Regions from separate parts of the Drosophila melanogaster genome. Here region 1 is linked to region 2. A link is a contact called in public Hi-C data. All regions are on one chromosome and are shown on one strand. The core of a region is the stretch at or near the end of the contact, and the rest is flanking DNA. Distances in the headings are between cores, read along the strand shown. Region 1 overlaps GluRIB (Glutamate receptor IB). Region 2 holds the start of nwk (nervous wreck).

The links. Hi-C and Micro-C count contacts between places; a contact is called where the count stands out from the background.
Region 1: a Hi-C map of the Kc167 cell line shows a contact between it and region 2, with 5 times the contacts expected there. The contact joins the enhancer-like site here to the promoter of nwk in region 2. A contact is called at or near these places in 2 of 107 Hi-C or Micro-C datasets (the Kc167 cell line and the S2 cell line) and 2 of 6 datasets of contacts at active chromatin or transcription factors (both in the Kc167 cell line).

What each region holds. Positions count from the first base shown.
Region 1 is chr3L:9,281,282-9,287,965 of dm6, forward strand. It overlaps GluRIB (Glutamate receptor IB), which reads left to right. Exons shown (of 17, transcript NM_001274693.1): 14 at 1,388-1,848; 15 at 2,727-2,971; 16 at 3,300-3,759; 17 at 3,996-6,684. The coding sequence ends at 4,100. Among named protein-coding and RNA genes, the nearest start is that of GluRIB, 33 kb to the left of the region's middle. Within about 2 kb of position 4,435, at least 12 of the 39 cell types and tissues checked have an H3K27ac peak or open chromatin away from gene starts, as enhancers often do. A contact at or near this core is called in the Kc167 cell line, where this site is marked.
Region 2 is chr3L:9,134,718-9,141,006 of dm6, forward strand. nwk (nervous wreck) reads left to right here and starts at 3,143. Exons shown (of 9, transcript NM_140033.3): 1 at 3,143-3,172; 2 at 3,865-3,980; 3 at 4,056-4,285; 4 at 4,376-4,903; 5 at 5,189-6,071; 6 at 6,134-6,289. The coding sequence starts at 3,960. It overlaps Use1 (Unconventional SNARE in the ER 1), which reads right to left and starts at 2,464. Exons shown (of 3, transcript NM_140032.3): 1 at 2,035-2,464; 2 at 1,584-1,940; 3 at 992-1,184. The coding sequence starts at 2,386. The coding sequence ends at 1,141. It overlaps Dhpr (Dihydropteridine reductase), which reads left to right. Exons shown (of 2, transcript NM_079266.5): 1 at 1-173; 2 at 270-1,199. The coding sequence starts at 90. The coding sequence ends at 893.

The DNA of each region.
Region 1 (6,684 bases), core at 3,185-5,684, 150 kb after region 2:
TGCTTATGTATTATTATTATGTATTTGCGCAACTTTATATTCTAAATACCCTAACAATGGTAGTTTACTATTACTTAGTTTCACATGTGATTTCAATTGTTCGTTATATAAACTAAGCTTTAAGTTTGGCCATAACGTGCATGATTTCGGTTGTAAAGATATATTATCTAGAATACTTAAACACCTATAACACATGTTCTTCGTTTCTACTGATTGGTAGTGATGCCGCTGCCATTGTGTCACTTTTTTTAAGATACAATTTAATTCCCCATTAAGTGCACAATTTCTTTGAGTGCATCCTAACGAGAAAATATGCGTAAGCCAAAAAAGGGATGATTCCAGGCGGAAGACCCAAAAATCCCGTAATTGTATGCATCTGCTACAACTTTTGACTTGTTTTGCATTCGATTTTATTTGATTTCACTGAAAATTCAATTATTTTAATCCAATTTGCCACTGGCACTGCTGTTTTTTTTGCTGGAATTCAGTTGACAATCGGAACGAGAGTCAGATACGTACGTATGAACTGGGGAAGCTAGTCACAGTGAGAGAATCAGAGCCGGCGATGTGGAGTGGCTGTTCATAACAATCTATTGACATCCTGCAAAACATCCTTAATGTAATTTTAGCGGAAAGTAAACAACATTCTGTATGCAGGCAGCGTTTGCAGAATGTGTAAAAACGAAGATAGATAAACAGAGAGACCCAGTGCCACAGAGTGGGACAAAGGCGAGTGCAAAATGAAACCTGACAAGGACTATGCTCCTGCATGAAAAAGGACACGCCGTGCCGGCAATAAAATCAGCATCCACATCAGCCTCACGAGCAGGACTTGGCTGGTAAAAGGACGAATGTCATCACATCTCCACCCGACAGTCAATGGCTTTGCAATTGAAGCAAATGGGGAACAGAGACTTGGCTATGGGTTTGATTGCATATCAATTAGAGCAGGCGCAAAAAGCCAAGCCAAACGAAATGATTGAAACTTGGACAGTCGACATGGGCACGTACTGACAGCTCACCACTCCCTGTTTTCCGAATCCAATTCACACTGGGCGACCGAACTAAATTTAGAATGATTAATTATGTTCTTGAAGACTACTTAAAAGCTTAAGTATGATCAAAATGGGATACCACTTCATCATCTATCTGAAACACATTTTTATGTTATTACCATATGTATTATATATATTTAGAGAAGTAGACCTTTTATCGCAAATTGATTGGCTTAATGATTTAAATTTCACATAGTCTAAATGTTTTCTGTGTCTTTAGTTTAGTAGTATTGCACTTTTTCTCACTGTGCATTAGCAGACTGCGTTTGCCGTCTGCGGTTTCGTTTTGCGGCCAACTCACCGCCCCCTTTTCCGCCTGATTCCCTTTTTAGATCCGCATGCACATCACGAACAGCTTGCCAATCAGCAGCCGCCCGGCATCATCGGAGGTGCACCACTGCCCGCTCCACCGGGACCACCCACACCGGGCGCCCAAACGGCAGCAGGAGCAGCTGCCTTGCAAGCGGCCCTCTCCGCCGGAAGTCCCGGATCCGGAGGCTCGTCCTCGGCGGTGGTGAACGAGTTCAGCGTTTGGAACTCCTTCTGGTTCTCGCTGGCCGCCTTCATGCAGCAGGGATGCGATCTGTCGCCGAGGTCTGTATCCGGACGAATTGCAGCCGCCTCGTGGTTCTTCTTCACCCTGATACTCATCTCCTCGTACACGGCCAACCTGGCCGCCTTCCTCACCGTGGAACGAATGGTCACGCCGATCAATTCACCGGAGGACCTGGCCATGCAGACGGAGGTGCAGTACGGCACTCTGCTGCACGGCTCCACATGGGATTTCTTCCGGGTGAGTAGACATTCTGACAGGTAACTATGCACTGAGGGAAAGTAATTGGACCATAAGTTCCTTGATTTAAAAGTGGGTCACCATATATCCTAGAAGGATTAACAGTCTGCGAAAGTTCGAAAGTTATAACTGTCTTAAAGTAGTTGCTTATAATGTGAATACAAACACAAATCACATCCTTAATATTGTTAAAATTAATAGAAAATGATCTAAGAATATATTCTTTCTGTATACCTAGATAACTTCCCATTTGATAGCCTACTTTTGGAATTGCAAGTCCCGATTGCCTAGCAACCAAATTAATTTGGGGGTGCTCATGTCACACTCATTTGACAACCGCACAATGGCCAAATCAAAGACAATAAAAGCCAACAGTCAAGACCTAGAAAACCATTGGAATTTGCTGGCTGAGCCTTTTGAGACGTCAAAATTGAGAGAGGCCCCAGCCGGGCCACGAATTAATTTGTGTTAGACGAGAAATAAAAAGCAATTTGCCGCTGCCGTTCAGCAATCCACATTCCATTTCTCCGGCCGTCAATCGGGCCAAAAATGCAAAAGAAATGGGACGCAATTCTATTTTTTATGGCTACATTTATTTGAGATGCTTTTAAGCACACTTACGCTCTGCTGCCCCGCCATGTGTGCAGATATATTTCTATATATTTGGGTATACTCGTATACTATGTACGTTCATATATAACTACGACAACCGTTGGTAGCCGACTAGGCACTCGGTTTCAGCATTATACTGATGGATATCTGGGCAAAACGGGTGTCCCTATACGCATGCATTCGATTGTCCCGGGATGCCGGGGCGTATACGCTATATCCGAATTCCGTACTTTATATTTACCCGTTCGCCTTTTGTGTGCCCGCAGCGCTCCCAAATCGGACTACACAACAAGATGTGGGAGTATATGAACTCGCGCAAGCACGTCTTCGTGCCAACCTACGATGAGGGGATTAAACGTGTGCGCAACTCCAAGGGCAAGTACGCCCTCCTGGTGGAGTCGCCCAAAAACGAGTATGTGAACGCCCGCGAGCCCTGCGACACAATGAAAGTGGGCCGCAATCTGGATACAAAGGGATTTGGCATCGCTACGCCGCTCGGTTCGGCGCTCAAGTGAGTACACTGCGGTGAAATGGGCTCAACTTAAGTGGGCTGTTCAGTTTTTCACTTCGAAACATGTAAAAATATGTAAAAAATAGAATTTTTAAAGCATAAATCATGAAATTTATACGAAAATTAAATATTTTAAAATATTTTATTTATATAAATGTCAAAGATTATTTAATGTGTAGTTACGGAATCTGTTTGACATCGGGGAGTCAGAAATTGATGCCTTTTACGGGCGAGAAACTGGGGAGTTTTCAGCCAGAGATGAAAGTTAACCCACATACTTAACAAAGCGCCACCATTCTCATTTCCATTGCCGCTCCCCATTCAACAGGGACCCCATCAATCTGGCCGTGCTGACGCTAAAGGAAAACGGCGAGCTGATCAAGTTGCGGAACAAATGGTGGTACGAAAAGGCGGAATGCAGCACCCACAAGGACGGTGAGACATCGCATAGCGAACTTTCGCTGAGCAATGTGGCCGGTATATTCTACATCCTGATTGGCGGCCTGCTCGTCAGCGTATTCGTCGCCATTCTGGAGTACTGCTTCCGCAGCAGGGACTCGCGTTCCGCGTCCAGTGGTTCCGGCATGGGCTTGGGCATGGGACTGGGCGGCGGCATGAGTGGCGGTAGTCTGGGTAAGGCCAATGGATCCATGATGTTGGGTCCATCGAGCGCCGTGCCCGGCGGGATGCCGTCCTCACATCAAAGGAGCACGCTGACGGACACCATGCATGCCAAGGCGAAATTGACTATTCAAGCGAGTCGCGACTATGACAACGGACGCGTCGGGGTAAGTTGCACTTGAAAAAGAACATATTTGATATTAAAGTAATTTAAAATGAATACTGGCTTAAAAGTGGCTTATTTAATATAATCTAAAATTTAATACTTGTAAATAAAATAAAATGTAAATACCAGTTTTATTTTTCCTAGTGTACGGCACCAGTTTATAGAGTGCTAGAATTACGTTCTATTTCTAACGCACTTGCGATGTTCATCCAAGCATTGATTCTAATCCACGCACAGTATCTCAATTGCGCATCGTTGCAGTACTATCCGCCCGCCCAGCTCTCGGCCACGCCCCCCGACGCCGGGGACTCCCTGCACATGAACGCCCACGGGCAGGTCTGACATGAGCATGCGCAGGAGTCGCGACTCTGACGCACTCCCTGCGCGCCCACGATCCGCCGAATAATGGCCAACAGCCGCCAAGAGACGGAGAAGATGATGGGCGGCGGTCACGGCGGCACAGTGACCGTATCCGTTCCGGCCACCTGTTCCAGCAGCATGAACGGCAGCCACGAGGGCAGTCTCGCATTGTCGCCGAGCAGCGGGAGTGCCACCCTGATGCGCCACTCGCCGGACATCAACCAGCATCCGTATGGCAAGTAAGTGCTCGGATGGGTTGTTAGCTATAAGGACACCTAGTCGTAAGTGCCGGACGAGAAGCCGCAAACCAAGCACACGCAGTAACACATCGTCAGAAGCTTAAAAAACGCTGCATACTTTGAAGCGCGGCATTTTTAACAGGATTTTACAATTTTGACTTGAGAAAAAAATTTAGTTAAAAATTTAGCTGTTTAAACCACATTTTTAAAAAATTATAAATATTTTTATCATTACCCAAGACCACTTGTTATTAGAATGTAAGCTTTATTCAAAAAATCGACCCATATAAGACACGAAATCATTAACCAGTTTCGAAAATGCGTTAAATTTTGCAACGCACTTAAATCGTTTCATCCAAAAATTTTTGCGTTATTGAAAAGTGCAAGTAATTTGAAAATTAAATTTCAATTTCGATTTCCAAAGTGAAAATGCGAGGAAAATGCGTTGAAAAATGCATAGCTCGCGTTGAGAATAAAATGGATAGTTATTAATTTGCAATAAGTGCGCAAGAATTTCACAATAAATCTCATAGCCGTGCGATGCAGCAAAGTATGCAGCTTTATTTATGCGGCCGCATTCAAATAATTGCGCTGCGCAATCATTTGGCAAACAATTTTTTTAGAGCCTGTCGGCAGGGCAATGCAAATGAATGGTATAAATTATTGCATTACTGTTAACAGTCAGCTGAGCTGGGCAGGATCGGATTGGATTGGATCGGATCGGTTCGGTTCGGTTCGGTTTGGATGAGATGCAGTCAGGTGGAGTGGTGAAATGAGAGGTGCGAGGACAAACAAGCAAATGACAACATACATACAGGCGGAAAGGACAACATGCCAAACATAAAATAACCATAAACACACACACACACACACATAAATAAGCGGCCAACTGCATACTAACATATATAGTATATGTATACACGTAAACACTGCAATTCATTGCATTCAAATGACTGATTAATATTTTTAATAAACAAAAACAACAAATGCGCCGCAACTCAATAGCTAAAAGGAAAAATTGTGAAAACACGCACAAAACATGGGATAAGTGTTCAATTTTTTTCCTCCTCAATTATCATGGCAGGATTTGTTGTCGCATATTTGTTTATAATTAAATTACAGAAAATACTGGCTAGCAAAAAAAAAAAACGGCTAGGCAATGAATACAAAGCGAGTGTCAGGCGGGGGCCCGAGCACAAATATTGTAATAAATTAATTAGCGCTGAATAAAGAAAATAGTTTAACTCATAGTTGGACTCGTGGATTCAGCATAAACAAGTTGAAAAAAAATCTGACAAGTGGCTAAATATCAGAATTTTAATTAAATTTATTTTAATTGAAATTGTTTTGATTTCTGAGCTGTGCGAAGTGAGAATAATTTTCGCAGATTATTACATTTTGCTATTTTAAATCCACTTTTGTTCTAACCAGATTTACTTAAATATTTTTTACTCCTATCCTGATGGATGTCATTTTGTATTCCGCCCCTTCCAGTGAGTAGTTTAACTAAACTATTAGGATAGGCTAGTTATAGTGTTTGAATTGTGAGGCAAATCAAGCAACAACAAATGCCGCATACTTCCGCATTGAAATTGGTCAAAGCAAGCAGAATGTAGCTGTAAATTAATAATTGTAAAAACTAATGAATAAAATCAACTCTAAAAGTAGTTAAATTTTAGCATATTTAGTATACTTTGCATTGGCATGGATCACGTTCTTTATTGTACATAAAACATGCAAAATAATTGGGAAAAAGTTTAACACTAAAAAATAATAAGTGGAAAGGAATGCGAAATACCATAACAATGATCAAGTCATATCAAAAGGCATTCAAAATGGTACTAATATTATCCAAGCTAACATAACAAGTTGAACAAACCGTTAAATCCAAAAATACTTAAAACTATTGTAAAATATTTATGAATTTATCGTTGTTAGCTCAAAAATTGTGTGTGCATAAAATTGATTAGAGAGCATTTATTTTTAAAACCATTCAATACTTCGGTTTACGCTTCCCATTCCTTATGGTTTTTCGGGATGGTTGAATGCCGGTGCCTAAATGTTTTATAAGCCAGGCTGGGAGACTTCAAACAACAACTGTTGCAGGTGAATTGCATTTAAACTCAATTTTCGTTATTTAATCTATGACAAAATCAAAACGAAAATCAAACAAAGCCGCTAAAGTGCATAAATAAATTTAATATCAATAGTAAACAGAAAATTCAAATAAAACTACCGAGATATATGTATGTTCAAGTGCAAGAGTAAATACCTATAAATATAAATGGTAAACTGTCTAAACAAATAAGTATTTATATATACATATA
Region 2 (6,289 bases), core at 1,893-4,392:
CCCGCACGATTTTGACTCACCAAAATCGGTGTTCTCGTGTTTTTCTCGCATTTAGTTAAATTGCAACTTTAAAACTGGCAGCACGCATCATGTCCGCAGGTCGAGTGGTTATTTACGGTGGCAAAGGAGCCTTGGGTTCGGCCTGTGTCGATCACTTTAAAGCCAACAATTATGTGAGTTACCTTTCACTTAATTATTAAATACAATTGCCTCATTATCTATTGTTTTCCCTCGCGTCAACTACGACCTTCACCTGGATAATCCATCAGTGGGTTGGCAGCATCGATCTGACGGAGAACGAGAAGGCCGACGTTAGCATTGTGGTGCCACGCGATGCTAGTTGGGTGGAACAGGAGGAAACGGTGGTGTCCAAAGTCGGGGAATCCCTTGCCGGCGAGAAACTGGATGCCGTCATCTGCGTGGCTGGCGGCTGGGCAGGTGGTAATGCCAAGAAGGATCTGGCCAAGAATGCCGATCTCATGTGGAAGCAGAGCGTGTTGACCTCCGCCATTTCGGCAGCTGTGGCTGCTCAGCATCTAAAGGCCGGAGGCTTGCTGGCTCTCACTGGAGCTAAGCCCGCTTTGGAGGGCACACCCGGTATGATCGGCTATGGAATGGCCAAGGCAGCTGTCCACCAGCTGACCCGCTCGCTGGGCGCTGAGAAATCCGGTCTGCCAGCTGGTTCCCTGGCTGTGTCCATACTTCCCGTAACTCTAGATACACCCATGAACCGTAAATGGATGCCGGATGCAGATTTTGGAACCTGGACACCGCTCACCGAGGTGGCCGGACTTTTCCTTAAGTGGACCCAAGATCAGGAGAGGCCCAAAACTGGATCCCTGTTGCAGCTGATCACCACAAACGGCATTACGCAGCTTATCGCTGCCGAATAGGCTAAGAGATACAGATACGAATCCAAATGACACTTAATGATGAAACAAAAATGCTCAAAAACCATAATCTAAACGCTTTCGCTTGTACATAAACTATTCATAAATAAATCGCTGGGCGGCTTTCGATCGTTTAATGTGGTTCTGCTTACACGATTTGGGTGGATAACCTCTTGAACTCGGGAGCTTAACGAGCGTTTAAAGCTTGCTTAGAGTACAATCTTTAGTTTGCTTAGTTTGGAAATTGTTTCTACGACTTCTTCTTCTTCATAATCTTCATGAATAAAACCATACCTGTAAATTGAAAGGGTAATAAACTCATTAGTATAATTAAGCAGCAACAATCGAACTGCAATAAATCGAACCAATTAAGAAATGTAATTTCAAACTGAGTCACGGCAAACTTGTTTATTTGGCTTAAGTGAAGTGACTCGCAGTGTTTTCGTATTCAGTTTAAATACAATAATAATAGCAATGGAATCTAATATCTATTTATCTGTTTTCGTTCTTATAATGAATATTTATAATATTGTGATTAACATATTCAGGAAACTTGGTTTATAAACGTGTTTAAATGTGTGTTGTTGAGTTGGATAACTTAAGGTATATTTGTTAAGTAAATGAATTGGGATTTTCCAAGAGGGGTTCTTTTTTGCAGCTTGAACAAAACTTCCACAAAATACAATGACTCACCTATAAAAGTGGCAATTACGAAGGCAATCATCAGCCACAGCCAGCACTTGTAGGCTTTTTTCGAATGTTGCTCCAGTTTCTCAGCCTCTTTTCCTAGCGAATTGATATTGCGATCCGCCATTCCGGCGGAACGCGACACAACCTCCGTGTCTCTTCGGATAATCCTGTTGGCGGTCTCCGTCTGTTCCTTTAAGTTCCGAGTCAGCGAGAGCATGTGCTCGGTGATCTTCTCCTGGGCATTCGTATAATACTTGGCAGCCTGGTTCATGTTTTCACCAGAAGTTTCCTGAACGTTTGCGCTTCCAGAACTGGAGGAGGATTCATCTGCTCCTCGACGTCTTCGCAGGGCATCGGAATCTAAAATAAATGTTTTTTAAGTTATGAACTATTACATTTTTGAATTTAAGAAATTTTAAAATATGTACAAAACTGTTTGTTAATTCTTTATTACCCTGGAGCAGTTCCTTTCGCAGTTCGTTGTGATATTTGCTGTTTTGCAGCTGCCTTATTTCTTTCAGTGCATTTTCCCCAGTTTCGCTGACGGCTGAGGATTGTGAAGGAGTCTTTGTTGTGGAACCGGGAACGTCTGCATATCCGGTGGATATTTTAAGGGCCTGTAGGCGCTCCAAGTAGCCCGGGATACGTTTGACACTCTGCGGATCGCCCATCGCCTCCAGCTCGGCAAGCATTGTGTCCAGGGACTTAATGAACTTCTGCAGCCTCCAGAAGTTCTGTTCGCTTTTGGCCAGTTCCTCGCAGTTGGCCAGCAGGGTGCGAATATTTACATTTAGCTTCGTGGCCATTTTCAAGTTGAAAACATGAAAACAACAAAGTACAAATTCCTAAATTAAAATACCAGGTCGAAACCTATTTGTTGTCAGCAGCTGGTCCTATTAGCGATAGAAACTTATCGATAGGTTGTCGTGAGTAGTGATGAAAAATTATTGAGGATGTGTATGTAAAATGTAAGAATGTAAAAATGTATAAAGTAAAAAAAACATAACAAACAAATAATCTTCTAATCCTGTTAAAATTTAATTTTTAAAAATTTTTGAAAAAAAACATCAAGTTCCCAATATGCCATATTTATAAGCTTATGTCTACTTTCTCAAGATAACGTAATGCATTTATATTATTGCATGCATACTTCTGGGCGCGACTCGAAAATCTTATCAAACCTCTTGGCCAATATCTGAAGTTATCAATTAAACCGTTTTTGATAGCCACAGCATATGAGTAGTTTCACGCAAACGCACATTTTTGTTTTAGCTGTTGTCGTACGCCAGGTGTCAAGATCAAATGGCATACCATTCAAAGGTTGAATTTTTATAGTAGTTTTTTTTTCTTCATTTTCCTTAAGTGCCGTTACACGCAAGTGAGGTGTTATCAAACAGCTGACGGGGCAAAAACAATAAAACTCACCCTCTTTGTTAACGGTACTAGAGGCCATGAATGAAACACGACTTCGTTCTCTCTCGACTTTCTCTCACCGCTCTCTTTGGCGGTCTCTTCTTGCGCAGCAGCACCAGCAGTTAACGGTGCATGTTGAAAAGTTCTCACACAAACGTCGTGAAAATCGAAATCGATAAGTAAGCAACGGATTTTAGCTGCCCAGAAAAAGACCACAAATTTCAGTGAAAACCCAGCGATAAGAATCCCAAAAAGTACTAATCCAGCTGAAAAACAACCATCTTAACCGGCCATGTCCAAAAAAAGTGTTAGCCAAGTGTTTTGAATAACGTAGTTGGTGTAAATGCTTAAAAAAAATAAGCTAGTCCGGGGCCAGAGAAATCGATACGATACCCCCAAAAAAAGGGGGGCTGCTGCGTGGGCTGCCCGAGTGAAAATTTCCAGCTAAAAATAGTACTAGATTTGAGCTTGAAGAAAACCCTTGATTTCCTTTGCGTTTCGATGTCAGTTATCATTGCATTTCAGTTACATAAGTTTTGAGACCCGTTGCTGCGTAGCGAACCTATTAACGGCTTAAGGACCACACAACCACCCACATGTACCACCAACACCACCCATTTACACAGCCAAAAATAATCGGAAAATATATATATATAATAAATATCAGTAGGGCTACATTTTATCTAATCTTTAATTTGATAATGTTAGATTCTTTGATATAAGTCATGGCGTTAAAAATAAATCTCCCCTTTTAAGCCACTGAAATATAAATTTTTTTATATTAAAAAAATAAGATGGGATCTTAAATATCGTATCGTATTTTAATACCCGTATATCATATCCTCTCATAAAGCAATCATACTATTTACAGTTGCTAGAGGTAATGTAACACCATTAAGTCGGAGCTAAAATAGAAAAAAAAAGCCAATTGTAGAGTGACCCGATTGTCGTAGAAAAAGCCCCATGATGCAGCCGCCGCCGCGTAAGGTAAATCATAAATAAATCGAATTGATAAAGATAGTTCCACAATAATCATTCATCGTATACCTCGTAATCCTGCAGGGAAACTATGTGAAATTCCTCAAGAATTTGCACACGGAGCAGGTGGCCAAGCTGCAGCTGAAGAATCAGCATGAATGCGACCTCCTGGAGGACATCCGGCAGTTCACCATCAAGCGTTCCGCTGTCGAGAAGTCATACAGTGAGTCGCTGCTGAAGATCTCATCGCAGTATCTCAACAAGAAGATACCCAATATACCAGATATTAAGATGGAGGGCATGGAGGAACGCTGGTGGGTATTGCTTTCCAGCTAACTAGTAACGTTCTTTCGAGAACCTTCAGTCAATTTGAATTACCCACCTACTTATACGTAATCTCATAGGAACATGTGGAGCGTTTGGCGCACTGTGCTCGAGGAGAATGAGAAACTGGCTCGTGCTCGATTGGCCGCCATAGAGGTGTTTCAACAGCAAATCGCGGATGAGGCCAAGGTTCTGCGGGACTATAAGTTGGCCATAGCTAAGCGTTCGCTAGCCGGAATTGTCAATGTGCAGAAGGAACTCCATCTGAGCGTGGGCGATGTGGATAAGACCAAGAAATCATACTTTGACGAAGAGCATTGTGCTCACGATGTTCGGGACAAGGCCCGCGATATCGAGGAGAAGCTTAAGAAGAAGAAGGGCTCCTTCTTTCAATCAATCACTTCGCTGCAGAAGAACAGCGCCCGGGTCACATCTCGCAAGGAGCTGCTGGAGGAGAAGTCATCTGGCGCCCGGAATGACTACGTACTCAGCTTGGCGGCGGCCAATGCGCATCAGAATCGCTACTTCACCGTCGATCTGCAGACAACGATGACCACCATGGAGAACTATGTTTTCGAGCGGGTTGCCGAGTACCTGATGTTAATGGGGTAAGTGTATAATGGCATTGCTCATAAATTATAAACCATCCAGAAGTGCAAAATCGGTAAATCAATTATAAATTTTACAAGTTCAAAGCCATTTTCTAATCAATGTTTGCTCAAGTCGTCAATTACATTCTGATAATTTTTATGGCGCTACCTGATATGGCTCATAAAGTTATTAAATCATTTTATTTAATCTTATGACTCAATATGTACATATGTACATAACAGTGCTGTCTTAAGAAATCTTTATCTTAATGTTGCCTAACCATTAAAACACATCTTTTCCAGACGCACAGAGCTGTTGACTTGCTCGGCTACGCAGAATAGCTTCGGAAAGATCCGTGACCAGGCGCAGCAGTTGACGCGGGAGTACAACCTGCAGTGCTGCTACCTATTCTATCCGGTGCTGAAGCAGCACATCCAATATGACTTCGAGGCGTGCGACAATGATCCGGTGCGCAAGGTGACCGCGGAGCATGAGTCCGCCGCCGAGACGCTAACCAAGGAGGCCAAGAATCTGGCCGGAAGAGTGGTCAAGGAGAATGCCTCGATCAGGGAGAATGCCAAGAAGTTGGCCTTGTGCCAGTCGCTGCGAGACTCTGGCCAGCGCACGGATCCCAACGATCCAAATGGACCGGATCTGGACACCAAGATCGAGGAGTTCCGTGATCAAATCCGTCGATCCGAGACGGAAAAGACAAAAGCGGAGGCATGTCTGCAGTGCCTGCGCGATGGCGGCATTAACGTGGACGAGTGGGTGCAGGAGGCCGAGAATATGGGTGTACAGGAGCTGACGCGTTCGGCCAGTTCCATTTCGATGCGCACCGACGCCTCTGGCCAGGGCGAGAATCCCAGTTCCGATTCATTCTACGACAGCGACAAGGAGGAGACTCAGGCAGCTGCCCAAACGAAGCCCAAGCAGGAGCAACAGCTATCCAGGGATCGTACCTTCAGCGATAGTGAGGATGAGCCCGAAGTGCGTCCATCGGCAGCGGCAGCTTCTTCTGCAGCTGCTGCCTCGTCATCCATGATGGCCAGTAGCGCTGGTGGCTGGGATGATCCCACTGAGGTCAACTGGGGAGCTGGCGAGGAGGAGGACGACAAGGACGAACCGATTGTTCCAGAACCCAAGGAGGCGATCTTCAAGTGCACTGCACTCTACAGCTATACGGTATGTGAGCTTTAAAGAACTATATACTTTTTCTTGCCACTAATTTTTCACTTTTTCCACAGGCCCAGAATCCCGACGAGCTCACCATCGTCGAAAATGAACAGCTCGAGGTGGTTGGCGAAGGCGACGGCGATGGGTGGCTAAGGGCCCGCAACTATCGCGGCGAGGAGGGCTACGTGCCACACAACTATCTGGACATCGATCAGGAGACAGCGGGC